2 separate regions of the Acanthopagrus latus genome follow, and region 2 is linked to region 1. Evidence: chromatin contacts called from public Hi-C data. All regions are on one chromosome and are shown on one strand. Each heading gives the region's core, a stretch centred on a gene start, on an enhancer-like site or on the middle of the called end of the contact. The rest is flanking DNA. Distances are from core to core; before and after follow the strand shown. Region 1 holds the start of ovca2 (esterase OVCA2). Region 2 holds the start of LOC119030735 (replication protein A 70 kDa DNA-binding subunit-like).

What was found. Hi-C and Micro-C count contacts between places; a contact is called where the count stands out from the background.
Region 2: a Hi-C map of muscle shows a contact between it and region 1, with 5 times the contacts expected there. The contact joins the promoter of LOC119030735 here to the promoter of ovca2 in region 1. A contact is called at or near these places in 2 of 4 Hi-C or Micro-C datasets (both in muscle).

Annotation. Positions count from the first base shown.
Region 1 is chr13:3,513,564-3,519,738 of fAcaLat1.1, forward strand. It overlaps ovca2 (esterase OVCA2), which reads right to left and starts at 1,717. Exons shown (of 2, transcript XM_037118843.1): 1 at 1,310-1,717; 2 at 1-485. The coding sequence starts at 1,451. It overlaps LOC119030894 (a long non-coding RNA gene), which reads right to left. Exons shown (of 3, transcript XR_005078449.1): 3 at 5,847-6,175.
Region 2 is chr13:3,704,076-3,710,893 of fAcaLat1.1, forward strand. LOC119030735 (replication protein A 70 kDa DNA-binding subunit-like) reads right to left here and starts at 5,001. Exons shown (of 17, transcript XM_037118558.1): 1 at 4,864-5,001; 2 at 759-806; 3 at 443-521; 4 at 1-96. The coding sequence starts at 473. It overlaps smyd4 (SET and MYND domain-containing protein 4), which reads left to right and starts at 1,746. Exons shown (of 10, transcript XM_037118556.1): 1 at 1,746-1,988; 2 at 2,219-2,363; 3 at 2,636-2,725; 4 at 3,493-4,465; 5 at 4,849-5,100; 6 at 5,273-5,475; 7 at 5,584-5,731; 8 at 5,832-5,948. The coding sequence starts at 1,852.

The DNA.
Region 1 (6,175 bases), core at 467-2,966:
TCTGTGAGCAGAAGCAGCTGGAACAAAATGGCCACCCGGATGGGTCAGAACCTGCGGGTCTTGGAAGGAGGGAAGAAGCTCCCTGCTCATGTTGTCAGGGATGACTCGGTCCTCCAGTCCAAACACATGCAGGGACGGGATCAGGAGGGGAGTACCATAGAACGTCTGGTGTTGCTTACACGCGCTGCGGAAACCAGCGACAAGTATGGCAAAGCGGAAGTTGAACTCAGGCTCCAGTTTTTGTTCCTGAAGAGAGCAGACCATGGCCACAAAAGCAGCTCCCTGACTAAAGCCAAGGATGCCATCAAATGGACCTTGGTCCTTCACAGCTTCTCTTACAGTCGTCAGGCTCTCGTCGAGTCCCAGGCTTTCCTGACACTGCTGCTGTGCGCTGAAACTCCGAGCCTGGACATCAGAAAACCACCAACCCCTCTGGTCCTCATCGTCTCCAGCTCCAGGACCGGAACCATCCTCCTTATCCGGCGCTTAGGAAAGAAGAACAAAGTGGTTATTTTATTCTATCAAGGCACAAATTGGACACAAATACAAACATTTACTGTTTGATTTACAACATCACTGCCTGTTATTAGTGCATGAAAACATAAAAAAACTTAATTTTCTGTGTTGTGAGTGCTGCCTGTCAATCTGAGTCTTTCAAAATCTAGTATTACAAATACTTTGAATACAAAAAGGAACCTATTTTCAGACTGACCATGTACACAGTGTACTATAGGTAGGGGAAGAGCTGATTATCGACACTGGCAGACTGACCATAAAATAACCTAATTTAAATATGTCCCCTCACACTTTGTCCCGCTTACAACAATATCTGAGAGGTAACATGTCACAATTAATAGCTTATATCTAACAGCTAATCTGAATCTGTAAAACAACTAGTAACTAAGTGTGTTAAATACATTTATAAAGGGGCAGAAAATGGAAATACTCAAGTAAAGTACAGCAAAATTGTACTTCACAGTACTTGAGTAAATTGTACTTGATTACTGGTTGATGGACATTTTGACGTCAGGTAAAAGTCAACTAATAAACACCAAAAAGCTACATTTATTAAAAATAATCCTGACTATATTTAAGCAGTAATTGAGTACTGTCTATGCCAAATTTGCTTTTTGATTAAACTGTTTACTTTGTTCAAAACACTAAAACACGTCGATGAGAAGTCAGTGTGGAGTAAAGTGAGAGGAAGCTTCATGTCACCACTTTACTGTCAGTAACATGAAGTCACCTAGCTAACGTTAGCTGTCCCACCTGTGAGAGTTTGGGGGACAGTGTAAGGTTGAAGACCCACCTTGCTGCACACTGTGCGGTGCACTCAGGTAAACCAGCTCCACCTGCTTCTTCAGCAGCTTCCGCAGAGCTCCCGTCTTCTCCCGGAACGAGGTGCCGTTCTGACGGTACCCGTGGATGCACAGGACCCGGAGGGGCGCCATTCAGAGGTTAGCCTAGCCTAGCTAAACTTAGCTAACGCTAGCCGGAGAAGTTAGTTTCAACTACCGCTCGGAGGAAAGAAAACGAATAACAAGTCGTTTTCATTAAGTTAAACACTTGAACCGGTCAGATAAAATATACTACTGTAATATTTCAGGAGATTTAAACGATACGGAGGAGCTGGTTCGCTGTTATAGGAAGCGAAAGTTCAACACATTTGGACAACGGCTGCTCACGAGACCAACCGGAAGGAAGGAACAGTACTTCCGTTTATTCTTTTCAAATTAAAATTCTTGTTGGTTAATGAAAATAAACAAATGCTAAAAATTAAAGTGTTTGTTGTCTGTCGTCTGCACAGTAAAACAAAAGAGAGAAAACATTCAGTAAAAGTGAAGATATTCTGTTACTGTAAATATTTATTGTGTTAATGATGAATGACGGCTGTAAAAAAAAACCAAAAAACATTGTAGATCAAATTTTGGACCATCAGCTTTCTCCATGAATGGCTGTCAGATCTCTGACACAGTACCAGCTGAAATCTAAACTGATTTTAGATGCAAAATCCTTTACAACAAAGGTGTGCTGGCAAAGAGCAAGCCAAAGTTGTACCCATTATTGTATTTTGATTCTATAATACCGACCATTGACATCTGTATTGTTTTTATGTCTTACAGGCTTTATGTAAAAGCCTGCAAGAATTGAAAATTAGCAACAGCTATAAGCTCTCTGTGCAGAACATTAGTTACAATCTCTGTAAATTTACGTATCTATTAAATTAAATTCAAATAAATAAATGAATAAAATGTTACTTTAGTAAAGGTTAAAGCCACACAAAACAATATTTTCTGTAATTCTCTACAGTGTCTACCACTTCGATTAATTGAATTGTGCCGATAAATGAATAGTGTGCTACTGCATGGTAGAGTCCAACACATTTCTGTAGGGAAAATCTGTCAGACTTTGAGATATCTCGGTCAAAGATGTCCTGGGGATTTTTTGCAACATACTTTTCCGAGAAAGTTGATTACTGGAACCAAAACTTCCCTCTGTCTTTATTTGTCTATGAACAAAGGAAAACCATTCAAGCAAACAACAGCAAAAGTCTTCCTCTTACTGTCTGACTGATGCAGGACTAATGGATACAGTGTGTTCTTGCATTTTTGGGGCAGAATAATGGACTCTTTGCTACCTGGTGGGATGCTGACCCCTAAAGACACAGATGAAAACATTTCTTGCTGTGACATCGCAGACGAGCCAGGTGATACAACGCAGCTACTGTAAAAATCATGAAATCTTTGAGCAATTAAATCTTTCATCTCTCTGCAGCAACACAGACAAAAATACCCTGACAAAGAACTTCATTTTCAACGCACATAAAAGTGAAATGCTAATTCTAGGCCACAGGAACTCGCTTATCAGACTCGCTTTCTACTCCAGCGCCAGCACAGTTCTCCCGAAGGACCGTGTCAGAAAAAATACAGACATTATCTTTGATCTGGATTCTCTTTTGACAAACATATGAAGCCAATATCCCGAACACCACATTATCACTTCAGCAGTGATATCCAGGAGCTGGCATTTAGCCAGTCCTCCTAAAGGGTTTGGGGACGGCCCAAAGCGGTGACAGCTATAAAAGCCCAGCGCTCAAAGAGGGGAAAATTGGATGATGGGTGAAAAAATGAAAGGCCTTAATTAAGTTTGCATTAAGCATTACAGCCCACCTTCTAGGCATCTGATGCACACATATTTTCCCAGGTCCCATGTTATGCTAATTTTAAAGTGAAACTCTCGCCAAAAAACAACCAAGGCTTTATTTGTGAATGTATATAAGCCAAACCTTCGTGTAAAAGCATAATTACAACGAAAGAGGCACTTTTAAGATTTACCGTAGTTTCATTTTCGGGCAAGCTAATTTTCAATGGAGTGCAACCGGCACTCTTACACTAACATCAAAATCATATACATTTACAAATAAAGCCTCGGTTGCTTTTTTGGCGAGAGTTTCACTTTAAGATCTAATCTTTTAATTTAGGGTGTTCACTAGAAAATGTTTGCATGCCTTAATGTACATAAAAAAACAACAAAACATTATTTTTCTGATACTGTCCATTGCTGCAGCACCTCTATTCACGCTCTGTTAGAAAACGCTTAATTTTGGTGCCTGTCTCTTTAAGGCCGCCCCTCAGGAAGAGCCCAATCTGCTCTGACCAATCAGAGCAGAGCATGTTTTTATGGCAGCCAAGGGTTTAAATGAGCGTGATTACTGTAAAGCTGTGACATCACAACCATTCGGAAATCCCGGCGGCTGGTTTGACAACTCCGTTTCTGAATACAGACTCCATTTCTTTATGGATAGAGCAAATTGAGACTTTAATTTGATCAGTCAATGTCATGTCGGTTTCTGTTAATGTATCTGTAAGACTAAAATCTCGTGGCTCCAGGGTCAACCCACTAAGATGATTACTGAGATGTCTTATGAGCATTTGTGTGTTATGAAAGCGCTCTGGTCAGGGTTCACCCAGCTGGGACTTTGTAATTGAACAGGGGGAGGACACAGACTGTTTTGCAGGTTTGGCCTTAAGGCAAGGCAGGATTCTTCTCTCCTGCGTCTGTGTCCTCTGTGTCAACAAGCGATTGTTTCCTCTGTGGATGTTGTTCCAGTTTCTGGAATGCTCTCATCTACAGTATCTACAGGGTCTGGCAAATGGTTTTTAGTCAAGGTTTTCTGTTGTTGCTGAGAAGGAGCATGTGTTGCCTGGCCATGACGCACATGCATGCTAATTAGGAGAAGCAAAAAAGAAAACAAAAAAGAAAACACAATACACCCGAGGGACGAGGCTGCTGTTGAGGTTCTCGAGTGCTGGTGGAGGAGCCATGTGTCAGAGGGAGCACTGGTGTGGACAAACTGATGCCCTGCTTAATTTTTTATTCTTAATTCCTTCCAGAATTGGCTGCTGCAACACATTACGCGCCACGCTAAGACATTTCCTGTTATTCAGAACTCAGCATCCTGATGTTGATCACAAAGCACAACAATCATCATGGTGAACAAATACACAGCAGCCTATTAGCATGAAGATTTCATCATGAGCCACTATCATCACGCTAATGATCTAAAGCATAATATAATACACAACATTAGGTATAATGGTAATGGTAACATAATATAATGCACATAATTATTCTATAAATATAACATGAGGCCATAATGTGAGTCAGGATACACTATAACTAAAACCAAAAGTTCACTCATGAGCTGACACGTCTATAAAAGCAGTTTAAATAAGTTCAAATTACTTTTTTCCTCTTTGATTTATTCTATTTTGAATTCAGTGAGGGATATTTTTCTAATTTCTTGGTCAAAGCAAACATTTTATATCAATTTTAGAACTATACTACACTCACAGTGGTTTCTTTGATTATTCTAGAACAGGTCTGCCATATTTTTCGGTGTACTCTATAAATATGTAAGATCCCTAATTATTAAAAGGAAACATTAAAAGACCTCAGTTTTCTCATTCTGTCTGGTGCTGCAGCTCTGTGTCCCCCCCACACTCTGTTTTAGCTCCTGTCCCTTTAAGGCCCGCCCTCTGGTATACCCACTCTCCTCTGATTGGTCAGCTCACACATGCCTGAGCCAGCATTGCAAACAACAACAACAACAACAGAGCAGCTCTGCCAAATCAATTCTTACGTGCTAAACTAGAAAACAGATTTATGAAGTTATACCTTCTCAGAAAACAGCGACTGTCCAGAGTTTAATAGAGATCGACTGATCTCATCGCACCTCCGAGGACGACTTCTGCTCGTCCTCTGAGTTGAAATCTGTTGTTATACCCGTGATTTTATGACAGAGTTTTCTAATTATTATCAAAGCGTTTCTGATTTCTTGTCAGACTGATTTCCGTCCAACAGTCACTGTTTTTTCTGTCACTGAAGAGCACCTCATTTTTCTCTCAGATATCACTTCACTATTGTTCCTGACCCAGTGTAGCGCGCCCTGTCATTTCTTTCATGAAAAAATAGATGTAATCTTTAGTAATATCTGAGAGACTAAAACACAGAACAAACCCATGCGAGTTGGTTTGTGTAAAAGATTGAGACTTCTGTGTGATGTGCTTTGGTAGTCGTAGAATGTCTACAGGCATCCAAATCTGCCTTTGAAGACGACTTAAAGAAGTTACCAATTATTATGAGGTGAAATGAGGTCTCCCTTCTCGTTTCACTGCAGTCCACAGGGGGGCAGCGGAGCACCACGAGTGCAGGATATGCTGCCGTAGCAAAGCTCACAACTCCCTGGCAGCACATTCCTCCCAGCAAGCTGAACCTACCTACCTGTACGAGCATCCAAGAGAACAAACCCACAGCAAATAACTGCACAGAATAACAATCAAGAGTGGAGTCATGCATAATGTTGTAATTACGATACTCAGGAAATGCTGTGATTCAAGACTGAACCATTCAAATTAAAAGCAGCCGATCCACCCTGCAGAGTGAGGATCACAATATGAGACAATCCTGAATGTATTTTCACTGTACAGCCAGCTGCTGGAGTGTGGTGGTGCAGCAGGGGCACGAGGACACGCAGGTTAAGCTTCGCAGCCAGAGCCAAGAACTAAAATAGGGGGAGCGGCCGGGTTCATAGAGGTCAGAGTGGCCTGCAGGTGGTGTCCTCCAGTCGAGGATCTGTGCTGCTGTCCTCTGCTGTTATTAGAGTCCCTGTCAT
Region 2 (6,818 bases), core at 3,751-6,250, 190 kb after region 1:
ATGTGTTGGTGACCGTCTTCTTCACCTTACACACACAATTAGGTACCAGGAGGTCATTCTCTGGCAGGTGGTTTAACTGTGTGGCCAGCAGGAAGGCTACACACACACACACACACACACACACACGCACACACAATGAGTCAGCACAACTGTTCTACATTATAACGTTTATTTAAATAGCACCAATCAGGAACAAGGCAACTAAATAAATATATCTTCAAAATAAGAAATCAACAACACTTCAATTTGCGCTTAAAAAGACAAGAAAACAAAAATATAAACAAAAAAAAAAACATTTAAAAAACAATAAAAACAAAAGAAAAGCACATGAATAGTTCCAGATTAAAAAGGAGCCTTGTTGGATTCGACATGTTTGTTGTTGTCATCAGGACTCCACATGTACCTCAGCAAACTGACCCACAATCTACTTTAAGATACTCACATGACCAAGAGTGCTGACCGTCGCTCATCATGAGCCGGTACCTGGGTGGACCAGCAGCACTAGGGATCTGACGTATGTTCTGACAAACAGAGGGCAGGATGGATTACAAGCAAAAACAAACAAAACAGCCTGTTTTCACACTCAACTGCAGGTGCACATTTAAAGATACTGGTCACTGAGTGAATAGGTAAGAATGTGGAAAATCCAGGTAAGACAGAAATTGTTACAAAATAGACAAGGATTGTATCACACACACTTCCAAGATGGAGCTTGAGGTACAATATAGCAAGATGGGTTAAACAAGAGGACTCCTTACCAGCAGCTGCAGCACACAACCTCTCACCTCCGAGCCTCTGCACAGGGCCTGGACATTAACAAACATGGACTTGTTATTATCTACCGCCTGTCCCCATCCTGTCCCATCACATTAACATGCTGCTAATGAAAAGATACAGCCTAACATAATTTAGAGATGAATGAAGTGGCAATTATTTTATTTCGCCACTAGCAGGTAAGCACGAGTGGATAAACAGGAAGGGACTGTCCTGTTGTTTCAATCAACTCAACAGACCAAACACGTTCAGGAAAAAAAAAAAAAAAAAAAAAGAACTGGCCAAAGGGTGAGACTTTAGTCTGCACCACGTAAGTATGTCTAGTACTGCGTCGTAACGTGAGTGAATTAAATGAGCCTGAGTTTATTTAACCATATGAACTCACTACTGGACAGTTAAAACAACAACAACAACAACAAAGTATTTGATTTGTTAGTGGCACTGCTGACAGCTGACATTAAATCTCGTTAGCTTACATTGCTAGCAGCTGCAGCTGTTCGTGCTACATTGCTTAAGTGCCAGCCTCGAGACATCGAGTCAAGGCAAATAAAATGATAATTCTGTTGTATTAATATTTAGGCTTACTTCAACTGCCCCCTGAGAGAGTTTTACACTCATGTTTCCTGGGTACAGGGCTTCTCACAGCCAGCAGACTTCAGCTTTTGTCAGACGTTTCTGTCAAGTTGGAGGTGTGAAACCTATCGCGAGAGAGGAGAGACGAACGTGATTTGCGTAAGTACGTCAAAACACGAACTAGACAGGATATGGTACATTACTGACTTCAAAATAAAGGAGAATATTCGACCGGGTGTAAAAAAAAGACAGTAAGTATACGTGTATCAAAATTAACAAATCATAAGGTTAATTACTATCAATTTAGGTATGAGTGAAAAAGAAAACAACCCCAAACCTTCGATTTACCTTTAACATTAACGGTTCATATTTTATTTTGAATGTCGCAGTCGGAAACTTCGCTTTGGTCCCTGCTAGCTTAACTGTGGATATAGCTGGCGTGACACGGACTCAAAACAAACCCCCAAATTACCCTCCGCTGCCCATGTGGACGTATTTTAGCTCATGATGGATCTTCCTTGTGTCCAGTGGCAAGATCACGTTGCACAGAAATGGACCTCACTCGACCCCGATATAAAGGAGCATTTCACATCCCTACTTGAGATAGATGATGTCTTTAAATACACCCTAACTCTGACAACGTGAGTAGCTGCATTAGTAGAGTGCACAGTTTATTAGTAGCCAACATAGATGGCATATATTTATTTTGATTGGACCACAACGATTATATATATGTGCCTAAAGTCAACATTTGTTTCCACTGAACTTGTTACGTGACTATGAACACTAAACCCCAGTCTCCCTGCGGCTCGGGAACATTCAGAGTGACTGAGTGTAGTTGCTCATAATGTTCTCCGTTTTTGTTCCACAGCCAAGATGATCTGGACTTTGTACAGTCAATCTCTGCAGGGAACTCAGTACAGAAGGACGCAGAGCAAGCAGCCAAATGCAGGGAGAGAGGGAACACAAGCTTCAAGATCAGAGACTACACTGCAGCTGCTCTGCACTACTCACAGGTGAAGTGGAAAGCACATTCACTTTTCTCCATATGAGCCATAAAGTAGGAAAAAATGAGTGAAGCATCATGTTAAAACCCACCATTCCACTCAAATCTACGCCCCCCTTTTACTCTTATAACATGTATGTTTATGTGACTGTTCTAGTTTGTTGAGATCAGTAGAAGATGGCAGATTTTTTAACAGTAATGTCAAAAAATTGCACAGTAATATCCCCCCAGTCCTTATTAAAATGTACCAACATCCAGCTTCTTTGTCTCCTGTCATGACAGGGCTTGTGTTTCGCTCCCCTCAGTTCGGAGCAGCTGTCTCTGTGTTATGCCAACCGCTCTGCTGCGCTCTACCATCTGCAGCTCTACCAGGTGAGCTGGCTCCATTTTCAACAATCACATAATGAGGTCTTGTTGTACTTGAGGTATCATTACAAAAAAAAAAACCTGTTTCAACCAGTTCTGTATCTTAGATAGTGTCATTATGAGCAGCACCTTGCACTGCATGGAAATAATATCATGCTGTTCAGTTCACACAAAGAGCAGATGATTTGTGAGAGCAAAGAAAAAAGTTGATGTCAGAATGATCTCACAGGATTTACTGACTTAATTTGACCGTCTCACATGTATCAGTGACACTGAAGTGCATCCTTCACTCAGCCACTTGGGTAATATATGACTTTCACTCCGGGAACCTTTCCCCGGTAATATAACAGAGACTATTAAAGATAGGTGGCTTTAATCTCATGATTGGCTCATTCACCTGACCTTCATTCAATATTTTATTTCTTTAAATTTAATAAAGAAATTCAGACACATTCAGAGTCTTTTGTGTGCCGTTGTAACTACTTGTGTAAGGCTAAAAGACTCTACGGATGAAATCAGAAATGTGCATGATAGTCAGCTATTGAATGACCTTTTGAGGTATAAATGAAGCAGAAATGATGCTACTGCTGATATCCTATACAGTTAAGAACATAACCACCTTATTTTCCAGCTACATGGGTTTGGAGACTGAATTAAAATTTTGGGGTGAACGTCCTCTTTAAAACTAAAACGCTGACTCAATTAAGTTATTAAAAGTCGTGACCCAGATCTTGGATTTTGTAGTAGCCCACACTGTTTCTGTTTTTCCTCAGGCGTCCCTTGATGACATCGACAGAGCTCTGAAAAACGGCTATCCCTCTCATCTTTTACACAAACTAGAGGACCGCCGCTCACAGTGCCTCAAGCACCTCTCTGCCGATCAAAATGCAAAAGAGGATCGTCACAATCCTTCCTCAAAGAGTCAGAGAGGTCCACAGAGTGAGGGACCTCTCACATTTGGGATCTGTCCTCAAGCTGCTGTTGGCTTCAGCGTGGAGAAAGGTCGACACCTGGTGGCTGCAGAGAGAGTAGCAGCTGGAGAGGTGATCCTCAGCGACAGGCCCTACAGCTTTGTCCTTATTCCAGGGATGGAGGAGGTGACAAGGTTGGGGGGAAGGCAGAACACAGAGAGAGAGGTGGTGTTTGGAGTGGAGCACAGGCGCTGTCACGGGTGTTTGACTGAAACACTGTGTGCTGTGCCATGTGAGGGCTGCAGTTACAGCCGATACTGCTCAACTTCCTGTCGGCGAGATGCCTGGGAGGAACATCACCGCTGGGAGTGTCCGCTGGGAGCAGATCTGATGGTGATGGGTGTGATGTCACATCTTGCGCTGAGGGTAACCTTAAAGGCGGGGTTAAAAAACATCCAAAGAGCCAGGGAGCCAATCAGAGACAAGTCCACAGAGCTCAACGGACAGTCCAGTGATTCTGACCCATGTTGTTCTTCACACTACGGCAATTCGTACCTGAGTGTGTTCCACCTGCTGCACCACCTGAACCACCACAGCCCTGCTCTGCGTTTCCTGTGTGCGGTTACCATAGCAACACTCTTCCTAAAGCTCAGCAAGGCCGGACCTACACCTTTATCCCAGGACCTCTGTAGACCCTCGGGGGCAAACAGCCAATCACCAGAGGAGGAGGGAGCAGATCGGAGCTCGGAGCTGTGGCTGCTGGGAAGTGCAGTTCTGAGGCACTTCCTGCAGCTGAGGTGTAACGCCCAGGCAATCGTCACGCTGCAGGATATAGGTGACTCTCAGATAGACTTCACACCTTGCCTCAAGTTGCCTCAGATTTTTGCCTTCATTTGTTTGGTATATTAAATGTATGAAAATAGTTTTTTGTTTTTCTAATGGCAGTCTCAAGGCTCCAGAGTTGAGCTGACATATTTAAATTATTTGTTGTGTCTGATTAAGAGTCCAAAATTTGAAGTTATTTAGCTTTTCATCATAGAAAACTTCAAAATACCCCAAACATGAACATTATAGAAGCTCATTGCCTATTTGAAGGACTTGTAACTGTATCCATGCTTACACTTTGTACAATCCACTATAGCAGAATTTATGCTTTTTTAATAACTGCATCTTGAGGTACAAATGACCTTTGCTTTATTTGTTTCTTGCTTCTTACAGGAGCAGCAAACCTACCAGTGCAGTCCAGCAGGGAAATCCGCATTGCTACGGCTTTATTCCCAACTCTCAGTCTTCTGAATCACTCCTGTTGTCCCAACACCAGCCTGGCGTTCAGCACCGGAGCCGGTTCAGATGCGTCTGCAGAGCTCAGTGAGAGTGTAGCTGAGGACAGAAGCACAGCCTGCGGAGTCACTGTAACTGTCAGAGCAGCCAAAGTTATCGCTCCTGGACAAGAGATCCTGCACTGCTATGGTAAGAGTCCCAATGATGCTGAAAGATAAGATACAGGAGAGCACAGCAACATTTTTATTGCATTCTCCACTAAAATCCGTGCATCTGCACTTAAAAATTGCAGTGTTGTTCACTTACTCTCCATCTCGTGATGTATGACTTGTACTGCCGTGCCCTCTCGTCGCTCTCTCAGGTCCCCACAGCAGCAGGATGGCGACCCGAGAGCGCCGGCGACTCCTGCGGGAACAGTACTACTTCCTGTGTCAGTGTGAGGCCTGCTCTCTGCAGCAGGAGGAGGAGGAGGAGGGCACAGAGGGCAGACAGGAGAGGACAAGTGTTAAAGGCAGTCCACACAAGTCCAGTCTGCTGTGTAGCAAGTGCAAAGGAGCTCTCATAGTAGGTGTTCATCTTGTGGATTTTTTTTAAATTGTTCTGATAATATCTAATTGAACCTGTCTAGATTTACCCTACTACTGCTGTTGAGACTCTTTGTATGATTTCCAGAAAAGCAGTGGGGACGAAGGAGTAGGATTTCTATGTTCGCAGTCATCCTGTGGTCATCGCACGTCTTCATCTGAAGTAAACTCCAGGCTGCAGGAGATCAGGGTCGACCTGGAGAAGGCTGTGGAGCTCATGGAGCGAGAGAGGCCAGGTGGTTTGTAATACAGTCTGTACATACAGTAATGAATGTGTGTATCGTTTATTAATTTGTTACATGTTCCCTGCTCTTCTTCTGCTCTGCCCGTCCTCAGACGAGGCTCTGAGGCTGTTGAGAAGGACCCAGCGTCAGTCAGGACTGATCCTCGCAGAGACACATCCACTGCAGGGGGAGCTGGACGATGCTACAGCCAGAGCATACGCGACAATGGGTGAGAATGAGAATGCATGAAAAGGGTCTTCATGTGGTGTTCTTACAATCAGTTTAGATAGATTTAATGACTGCAGCTAAACATTATTTTCATTTATTTGTATTAATCGATTAAACAAAATGCCCAACATTGTGATTTCCTAGAGCCCAAAGTGACGTCTTTTAGATTTCTTTTTTTGTCCAACCAACAGTCCAAAACCCAAAAACTCTTCATTCACTGTCAGACACAACAAAGAAAAGCAGCAAGTCTTTACATTCACAGAGCTGGAACCAGCAGATGTTTGCTATCTTTGCTTGAGAAATGACTAATTGGTTAAGCAGCAGGGACGTCAATCTGCACAGATTTGTCTCCACTGAAGTGAAGTCTAAGCCATTTTTAATTACACATCCAGATGAATAAAGAGAAACACTAGAAAATTAAGATAAAAAAAAATCATATACAATACAGTGAGTTAAGCTAACTGAGGCTGTTCTTCAGTGGTAAATGTCCACAGCTGTTTATACATTTATCTGAGCCGTGACTGTATTTTCATTACAAAACATTTTAAAGTGTCCAGAATGATGTTGAGGGGCAGCTGTAGCTCAGGGGGAGAGCCAGCATCTTGTTATCAGAAGGTTGCTGGTTCAATTCCCCTGTTCAAGCATGTTGAACTAAACCTTGGTCAGATACTGAACCCCAAACTGTATGAATGTATGTATGAATTACTGTAAGTCGCTTTGGACAGAAGCATCTGCTAAATGCCCTAAAATGTAAATGTTGATGTTAACATGTCATTAAATTTACAATTAAATAAAATGAGTATATACAATAATATCCCTGCTGGGTTGAGCGTGTTAATGTTAACATCCTGGAAGGTTGAATTTTTTTCAA